Linked DNA regions of Mus musculus: region 1 is linked to region 2. The links are chromatin contacts, called in public Hi-C maps. All regions are on one chromosome and are shown on one strand. The core of a region is the stretch at or near the end of the contact, and the rest is flanking DNA. Distances in the headings are between cores, read along the strand shown.

Region 1 (4,652 bases), core at 639-3,138, 430 kb after region 2:
TTGGAATGTTGGCTATTCTTGCTGGCTTGATCTTATACCAGTCTTGTGCAGGTAGTCATAGCGACAGCGAGTTCATGGGTGAACTGGTCATGCCACGTCCAGAAGACAGCATTTCATAGCACTTCTTCCTGTCCTCTGGATCTTGTATTCTTCCTGCTTCCTCTTCTATGATGTTACCTGAGCCTTGTGTGTGTGTGTGTGTGTGTGTGTGTGTGTGTGTGTGTGTGTGTGTGTGCGCGTGTGTGTATGTGTGTGTGTAAATGTCCCATTTAGGGCTGAGCACTTGATAGCATTTTATTCTCAGCACTTTGAAAAGTTAGAAGTCTCTGCATTTATTGATGACCGCTGCAGAGAGAAGTTGAAGGTAGTTCTGATTTATGACTATAAACATCAACAGTTAGAATGCAGCATGACAATATGACCACTTAACAAAAACAAAACAAACAAACAAAAAAAAACGGCAGTAGGTTTTCCCTAAGCCTTAGGGCCTTAGGTCTATGGTCTTGACTTTGATAAAATTTATGGTATCAGGCATGAATGACTTCCCATGGAGCAGGCTTCAAATCCAATCCAAAAGCAGTTGGTTACCCCTGTACATTTGTGCTTCTATTGCACCAATGAGCACATCCTTAATAGGATGCAGGGTTGGCCACGGGTATAGCCGATGTCTCTTTTCTCCCTCACCCTTACCACCTGCAGCCTGCACATACCTTTCAGCTCCGTGAGAGCGAGCCAGCAGGGAAGAAATCTTCAGGTCAGTTCCAGCTTGATTTATCTGTCCTAAGAAACCAAAAGTGCACTGTGCCACCAGCACTAAGATCGTACCATCTAGTTCTTGTGGGCAATGGCAATAAACCTATGCTTTGGGGAGGCTTTGGGGACTCTCTGGCCAATAGCTTCTAGGGGAGTACCCCACTCCTGGCACTGGGATTTTTCTCAGACTCATTTCTGAGGCTTGTGCCCAAATCCCTCTCATCACCTCCAAACCCCGCACTCTTGGAGTTTTGCATACCGTCCGTGTCTGCTGGTCCCAACCCCATCTATACCATCTAGAAGCCGAGTTAACTCAGAACACGTGGGGCACTAACAGTGTAAATGCTTAGGTGTTAATATAGTGTATATGTTCAGCTTCTGTTCTACAGTAGGGAATGTAGATGCATTTTTACAGTACAGAGTACAAAGGCTCACACACCCATCCCCCACCCCCTATTGTTTTCTTGCTAGTTTTAGTTCCACTTGGGGTCATAATGACCTGTGGCTTTCCCTCACTAGGGACCTGTGGCTGGAGCGGTCCTTAACTGACAGTCACTACCACTGAGTGAAGTTCAACAATGGCATCTGTACATTCCCAGTGGGCACATCTCTCTGCTCTGAGGATCCAGGGATGGTAGGCAGTACTTCCCCTATAAAGGTTACCAGAAAGACCTGAAGAAAATGGCAGGATTTTTATGTTGTAGAGGACCCAAGAGAAGGGAGTGCTTTAACCAAGAGAAGGTCCACACTGCCCGGACATCATGGTGGCTGCTAATGACCATATGCTTCTATAATCTTCTATCTCTCTCCCCCACCCCTCCTCTCTCTCCTTGGAGTGGCCCATTACAGTCACTGGTTTGCATACAACACTGATCGTGTATTGCTCCACCTGCACTGTCAGAGCCCAGAGACCATCAGTGTCCCCACCGGCCCCAGCAGGGTAGTAGCAATGCCCTGCTTAGACCCCGTGTGTCACCACGGCTCCTCAGCTGAGTGCTCGTGGGAAGCCTCATTCCTGCAGGGCCATTGTGACACCCCAAGACTGCTTCAACAGGACAAGCCAAGGAACTTCCACCTTTGTGTGCCTTCACCGCTTGCCCCGCCGGCCCACCATCCACGTGACAGAGCAGCTTCTTCAAACGCTCCCTTCTCTGGACTTGATCCAAGATGCTGTTGGACACAGAGAAACTGCCAGTCACTTTCTCAGCTTCCTCCTCGAGAGTGTTGTGTGTCAAAAAAAACTGTCATTAGGAATGTAAACATTGCACACACTCGAGGTAGCAAGCAGAGATGCAACCCCTCTTCACTGTTGCTCCAAGGCAGATGTGGTTGGTTCTTCTAAGAGCACCCAGCCATCCTTCCTCTGCAGAGGGGGTGAAGGAGGCTGGGCCACGCTTCAGAGTGTGCTGAACAGAAGTCCTGAGGAGACAGCCAGTAGGACAGTGGTCCCACGTGTGCACAGGGCTGAGGGAGGACCACTTCGCTGTCTTCCCCACCGGAGAGAGAGTCTCTGCCTTCTACCCTGGGGACCCTGGCTTGGAAACAGATTTCTAGAGGTTCGCACTGACATAGGTGAGATCAGGTCTCCTGCCTCCCCTGAGCAGCACGGTCCAGGCCTCTCCCTTGGCTTCCCACGGGTGCAGAGAAAGAAGCCAGGCAAACTCTGAAGGCAGGGAAGATGGTACATCCCTAGCCAAATGGGCAGGAGAGGAACAAAGAGGGTGTGAACATGTCCTCCCAGGGGACAGGACAGGCCTGGAACTACTGTGCCATAAATACCATGCCTGGGGCACCTCAACAGCAAGCAATTTATACTCTTACAGATCTGGAGTCACAGCTCAAGCTACCACCTGAGTCCCAGAAGGCTCCTGCCCTACACCACCTGTGGTGATCCTTAGCTTGGACCAAAAGGCACAGAGGAGACTGGTAAAGCACACCTCTCGGTATCTCTGTCAGGCTTTTCCTCACGTGATTGGTTCCAGGCGGGCTATGATCAACCAATGCTTGACCTCACTGAAGGATGTACGGCACCAGGAGAGCCTCGGACCATTCCCAGCATGCTCTCTGCTCTCTGTCGGCCTGCGGTGTAAGACGTGAACCTTCAGCTGCTGTTTCAGTCACCATGGCTGCTCCTCCTTTCTTTCTGCCATCTGGAAGCATAATCCAAATAAACTTCCCTCGAGAAGTTATCTGGATCATGGTTTCTTGTCACAGCCATAGGAGAGCAACTAACAGAGGGCATGGCTTTGAAGGAGTACCTTGCCTTGGCCTCAGCCTCTCTCTCTCTCTCTCTCTCTCTCTCTCTCTCTCTCTCTCTCTCTCTCTCTCTCTCTCTCCTTCCTGACTGCCATAAGGCTGTTCTATCATATCCTTCCACTGTAATGTTTTACCTCACAGAAACCACACCAGCTTACTATACCCTGTAACCTCTAAAATCCAAAACACAGTCTTTTTCCCTTAAAGGTTTTTTTTTTTAAAATAGGAATTTTGTCACTCACAATTACAAAAAAAAGAAAAAGGAAAAGGAAACCCACAAGATTACTTCACCATGCATGTCCCTGAATACCCTTCCGCGTATACTCGTGGAAACGGAAACTGGAGTGGGAGTTTAAGGAGCTGGAAATGGGAGCAAGATGATAAGCGGGTGAGCTTTAACGGTTTATGTTATGTGTTGACATGACTAGACTGTGGGATGCCCAGTTAACTGGGAAGACATCATCCTAGGTGTGTCTGGATGGGATTAACTGCTAGACGTGGGAAAGCAGAGATCCCTTCTTACTGTGCTCGGGCTTCATCTAGTCAGCTGAAGCCAAACACAATAGAAAGAGCCACCCCTCCACAGTCGAGACAGGATTCCTCCAGTCTGTTGGCCTTCAACCTAAAGCGCTAATTTTTTTCTTTTTTAACCTGACCTAAAACAGTTCTCTGGCCTTGAGCCTGTGGCCTACACCTAGAAACTACACTGTTGGCTCTTGAAGAAGGAGCCTGAAGATCTTGGGACTTGCCAGTCTCCATTATCATGTGATCCAGTGTTTTTATTGGCCTTTTCGTTCTTTTTGTCTTTCTCCCCATCTCCGTCTCTTCCTCTTCTCTCTTCTTGGTTCTGTTTCTGTGGAGACTCTTAACTAGTATAGATTTTGATACCGTGGATTTAAAGGTCTTGCTTCGAAATAGTCACATTCTAAGGTACTAGGGTTAGGGCCTTCCTTTCCCTGGGGATGTAGGGCAGACCTCTTAGTCACTGACTAGCAGGCCTTTGATGGAGGTTCAGGTGCCAGAGGAACCCTGGCTTATCCACCCCAAGGTGCTTTTCCTACCTTTGCCACTTGGCTCCCTTCCCCCCAGAACCTGGACTGATCTGGATCCCGTCCCTCTCCAGCCCTGCACAGGGACAGCTGCGAGCTGAGTCACCACAGCCAGGTCTCTTCACAAGCTGCAAGCTGAGTCACCTCAGCCAGGTCTCTTCACAGAGCATTCCCTGATTTGAAGTATGTCTCACTCTGCATGGTGGCACCTGTCTGTAATGTGAAATAATTAATATAATAACATAATATAACATAATATAATATAATATAATCCCAGTTCTAGAGAAGCTGTGGCAGAAGGATCAGGTTTACCAGCCTGGGTTATATAACAAGTTCCAGGCCAGCTTAGGCCTTGTAGCAAAGCACTATCCAAAACAAAGCAAAAATGTATCCCCACCAGCAGCAAAAGGGTTACTTCCAGCAGCTATTCCTCAAATACACAGTGGCCCTGAAGCTAAAGGAAAGACCCAGGGCTGTCCTAAATATGAATCATCTCTTCCTAGTCGGGTCAGGGACGCTTCTGCCAGAGACAGAGCCAAGAGTACTGCTCTGGGAGTCCCCACTGTCATGGTAACACATGTTACTATAGATCGA
Region 2 (4,214 bases), core at 850-3,349:
GGAGAGTAAGCCCAGTGGGAGCTTAGAATTGCTTTTCTGAGTGTGATTACCAAATCAAGGCTTCAAGAAGGAACAGAATTTAATAACAGAACTTGCTGTCCCCATACATGCTTCTGTCCCCAATGATATATACCAGGATACATAGCAGACATAAAAGGCAATAAATTTCTAATCATTTCATCTCACACTCAACGTGTTAATCTTTCTCAATGTTAAAATGCCTACATTGTGTAGCTATTTCTGTCTGATTGGATCATTGCTTCTTATAAAGTAAACCAAACTGACAAGTCTCAGGAAACAAGAGTCACAAGGCTCCTCTTCCACACACCATATAAGCAGAAATGAGCACTGCACCACCTGAAAGTTGCAAGTTGTATGTGAAGGACCAGGGACGCAGCTCTCATGAGTCATCTCCCAGCTAGTATAGGCTTTTCCATGATGGCGCTGCCTTTGAGTCACCTATGCTTTTACATGTAACCTCAATGAATACACTGGTTCACTAATCTAAGCCTGGGTGATCTCAGGTCTTTGGTCTGTCACCTGTGCCCTACTGGACTGAAGAGACATTTGTTCTCATCTCCCTAGAAAATGCACACAACAGCCTACTGTGTGCTAAGCTTACTACTGGTTTCTACTGCAGACTCCCTTTTCTTCCTTGTTTCTTTATGTGATGCTATGGCATTTTCTCTGTAGACCTTTACAAACATAACCGAGACACCACGTGGGAGGCATGTGCTGCTCTGTCTGCTCTGGGTCTACTATCCTGACGTCAACAGTGAGTTGGGTCCATCCAGTCCAAATAGCCTTTTCTATCTAACTCCAGAACCTCAAGCTTTCACCTTGAACCATGTAAAGACAATGACCTAACAAGGTTAAGCTCTCTGTGCCTATGGACTAAACTAGATACAATATTATGAACAGGTAATGAGTTTCAAAACAACACTGCAAATAAATTGGGGAAATGCAAACTCTAAAATAACTAACATGAGAGTTACAAGTTCTCATAACAAGTGTTTAGGATTATGGCTTCCATCCCACATCTGGGTTATTGCAAGAGTTTTACATACTCTGAAGAGATACTTTAAAATTCTGCTCAAGTTCTTAGTCAATATAGTGATGGACACAGGCAGATAGATACATATACAGATGATAAATTATTAGCGAATAGATATATAGGCATATTGATAAATAATATATACAGGCATATTTACCTGTTTACCCTCTTCATATAGGCAACTTATAGACAGACAGAAATGTGAATTAAAAGAGAAAATGATTTCATAGTCAAATACCAATAGGCTACATAAGCCACTAAAAGTTAAAATTTGTGTACAATACGTGTATACAAAGCGTTATTAAGGCATCTCCGTTATGAATATTATGGTCACCTAACAACGGTGATCCATGAAGCAGCATCCCTTTTACTCACCCAACTTAAACAGTGCTTGGCCTCACTTCTGAGCAGTCTGCTCTTTGCAAGACTGTATCATAGCAACATAGAACTTCCAAGAGTGCCAAAGCAGCCTTCCTGGAGGCTATGGTTAGTCAGTCTAGCAGCAACATGAAACCAGGGGCGGGGGAGGGGAGGCAAAGTTCAGTGATCTGGAGACCCAGATCTGCCACAAGCTGGATATAACACAGACTGAATTCAATTAACAAAGCCTTCTGAACATCTGCTGAGTGTCAAGCTCAGAGTCTCTGTGCACGGACCAATCTCCAGTGTCTAACTGGAGACTCTGAATGGTACTTCTCCAGAGACGGAAGCACTTGTTAAAATAGCATTTTCCGGTATAGACGAACCCTTGATCCTCTTTGTTATGGCCGTCTCACACACACACACACACACACACACACACACACACACACACCACTGTTGTGGGGGTCCTCCCACTGCTCACTGAGAAAGGCCATAATAGAAATCAGTAAAGAGGACCAGGAGGAGAAATGTGCACTTGGGGGGGGGGGGGAGGGCGCCCCCCCCCCCCGCTCAGTCAGCTAGACTCTTCCTACCTCCAAGTCTGAGAGGCCCCCTCCCCTCCTTTCTCCTCCGGAGAGGCACACCCTCTGTGCCACTTTACTGTCTACAGAACCCAATTAGCATTTTGCACACTGCAGCATCCTGAACCGTGGATCTCACTTGTCCCTTCAGCAGAATAGCAGGTGGGAGCTGAACAGATTAGAATGCAAAGGACAGTTATGTAATTTACCTAAGTCCCAGTCCACCTGACACTGCCAGTCTGCATCTTCCCTTTCACCCTGGCAAGCTGGCACAGCCTAGCAATTAATCACACACAGGACATCCTTGGCACCTGACGATGCTTTCTTCACAGGCTGGAAACCGTAGCATGGCTCCAAACAAAATGCCTTTTGCATCTCACTGCCACGTGAAGGGTGCTAAGATGATGAAGTGGGATAAATTATAACCAAAAGGTCACTCTTGTCTTATATATCTGATCTAAAATTTTTCGGAACCCTTGTTCCTCCAGATAGCAGGAATGAGCAGGAACTTACTAACTAAAGCCTCTCTTGTTTTTCCAGTTTAATGGAACCCTCCTTCAAGCTGTGTTGCTAGAAGCTAAGTGCCCAGTCTCTCTGGGTTTCTCCTGCCAAGGTAAGAGGACAGCTTTCATCTACTGGTGGCTGGTGACAAGACCTCAGATGCGTGACCTCCCAAGGGGCAAGGAGAATCTTTCCTGAGAGACAGATGCATCCGTACAGTCCTGGAACCCAGAGAGACCCTTCCTATCATTTGTGGGAAACAAGCTGGCACCCAGCCAAAGCCTGTCTTCATCCAGGTCCCTGCTAATCCAGCAGCTAGTGCAGGCTCCAGACCTCCTCCACGGAATTAAACTCCTAGGCTGTCATAACAAGTTATCAAAAACTGTGGCTTAAAATAACAAAGTTGTGTTCTCTCACTATTCTGGAAGCCAAAAGTCAGCAGTATCAGCAGCACTGCACTGCCTTCTAGGCCCTGGAGAATATTCCTTTCTTGCCTCTTCCGCCTTGGGAAAGCTCCTGGCTTGGCAGGCTTGGCACAGCATCATTCCAGAGCCTGCACCCTCTTCACAGAGTCGTCTCCCTGGCTTCTGAGCCACCAACCTTTTGGTCCTGCTTCTATTATAAAAATCTCGCCCATTGGCTACAGGCCATGCCTAAACTCGTGTTGATTTCCTTTAGAAACAAATGTTCATTTACACCCATACAGCCCCTGATCCCACATAATGTCACAGGATTAGGGGCTTAGAGCTTAGACATTGGAGAGCACCGTTAAATTCATTACAGTCTAAGGGTCAGCTGGGAGTTACTGGGCCCCGTACCTCTCTTCCTCTGTTCTTAGATTGTCAAGCACCAAGCATTCTGCCAGAACACGTGACGGAGTGATGCCACCACCCTCCACTGTTTCACCCCAATTGTTCAGGAACGACAATGTGGCTGAATTTCTCTGTGCCTACTAGGAAGCTTAGACAAGAGTCATTCTCCTATAAGGTGACTAAACAAAAATCACTAGTATACCTAGCAAGCCGTCAACTCCTTTCTTCTCTAGTTTCCTTCAGCCATTTTTCTTTCCTACATTAAGGTGTAAAGGCCATCTCACTTCCTTCAGAGTAGTGGAGCTGACATCAAAATCAGAAAGCTTGAGGTAGGACTTCACTTCTGACATTGATATGGCCTCAGACTATACACTGCTCCAAACAGAACACTTTAATGACACACAGGAACCATGAGAACTATCTACCCGGACCTTCAGCAATGACAAGGCTTTCTCTTCCCACCAAGGAGGAGTCCCACACACAAATGATTCTCATCTAGACACAGCTCTGATGCCCCATCTAACATACAAGAAGACATCCCCCAAGGCCCACCTATAAATACCGTCAGTGAGATACCTACCAGGATCTTGGCCCAGTTCACATCTCAACCCTGTAAGCCACATACTGAGCAGTTTCATGGTGAATGCTGAGCCATACTCGTTAGGCTGATGACAGCCATCCAGAGTTAATCCCACCATCGTTACATGATGGATTGTCATGGTTCCTCATGATTCCCATTGTCGTAGAGACAGATATTCTCTTTGCAACCTCTGATGAATCCACACCACCCACACCTGATCTTCTCCCATCCCCTTTGAACAGACTCCTCTAGAGACCAAGCCCTCAGCAGCAAATGCCCCTTCAATCCTCACCTCTTCCCTGTACATCCCAGACATCAGCTCC

Evidence for each region. A called contact is a pair of places that touch in the nucleus more often than the background predicts.
Region 1: a contact with region 2 is called in a Hi-C map of the N1E-115 cell line, with 2.8 times the contacts expected there. The contact joins two enhancer-like sites. A contact is called at or near these places in 22 of 39 promoter capture datasets (the 3T3-L1 cell line, 3T3-L1-derived adipocytes, the C10 cell line and 14 more), 9 of 15 datasets of contacts at CTCF or cohesin (CD8 T cells, the G1E-ER4 cell line, the NIH/3T3 cell line and 4 more), 184 of 484 Hi-C or Micro-C datasets (3T3-L1-derived adipocytes, the 63-12 cell line, the AML12 cell line and 96 more), 21 of 115 datasets of contacts at active chromatin or transcription factors (the HPC-7 cell line, the NIH/3T3 cell line, T-cell acute lymphoblastic leukemia and 15 more) and 3 of 9 other capture datasets (adipose tissue, embryonic stem cells and embryonic tail).

The regions. Positions count from the first base shown.
Region 1 is chr15:58,013,548-58,018,199 of GRCm38.p6, forward strand. No RefSeq gene overlaps it. Among named protein-coding and RNA genes, the nearest start is that of 9130401M01Rik, 18 kb to the right of the region's middle. Within about 2 kb of position 1,889, at least 50 of the 459 cell types and tissues checked have an H3K27ac peak or open chromatin away from gene starts, as enhancers often do. A contact at or near this core is called in the N1E-115 cell line, where this site is marked.
Region 2 is chr15:57,588,007-57,592,220 of GRCm38.p6, forward strand. All of the region lies in intron 3 of Gm35682 (a long non-coding RNA gene), which reads right to left. It overlaps Gm35771 (a long non-coding RNA gene), which reads left to right. Exons shown (of 5, transcript XR_384110.4): 2 at 694-775; 3 at 2,539-2,611; 4 at 3,338-3,486. Among named protein-coding and RNA genes, the nearest start is that of Gm35771, 11 kb to the left of the region's middle. Within about 2 kb of position 2,100, at least 46 of the 459 cell types and tissues checked have an H3K27ac peak or open chromatin away from gene starts, as enhancers often do. A contact at or near this core is called in the N1E-115 cell line, where this site is marked.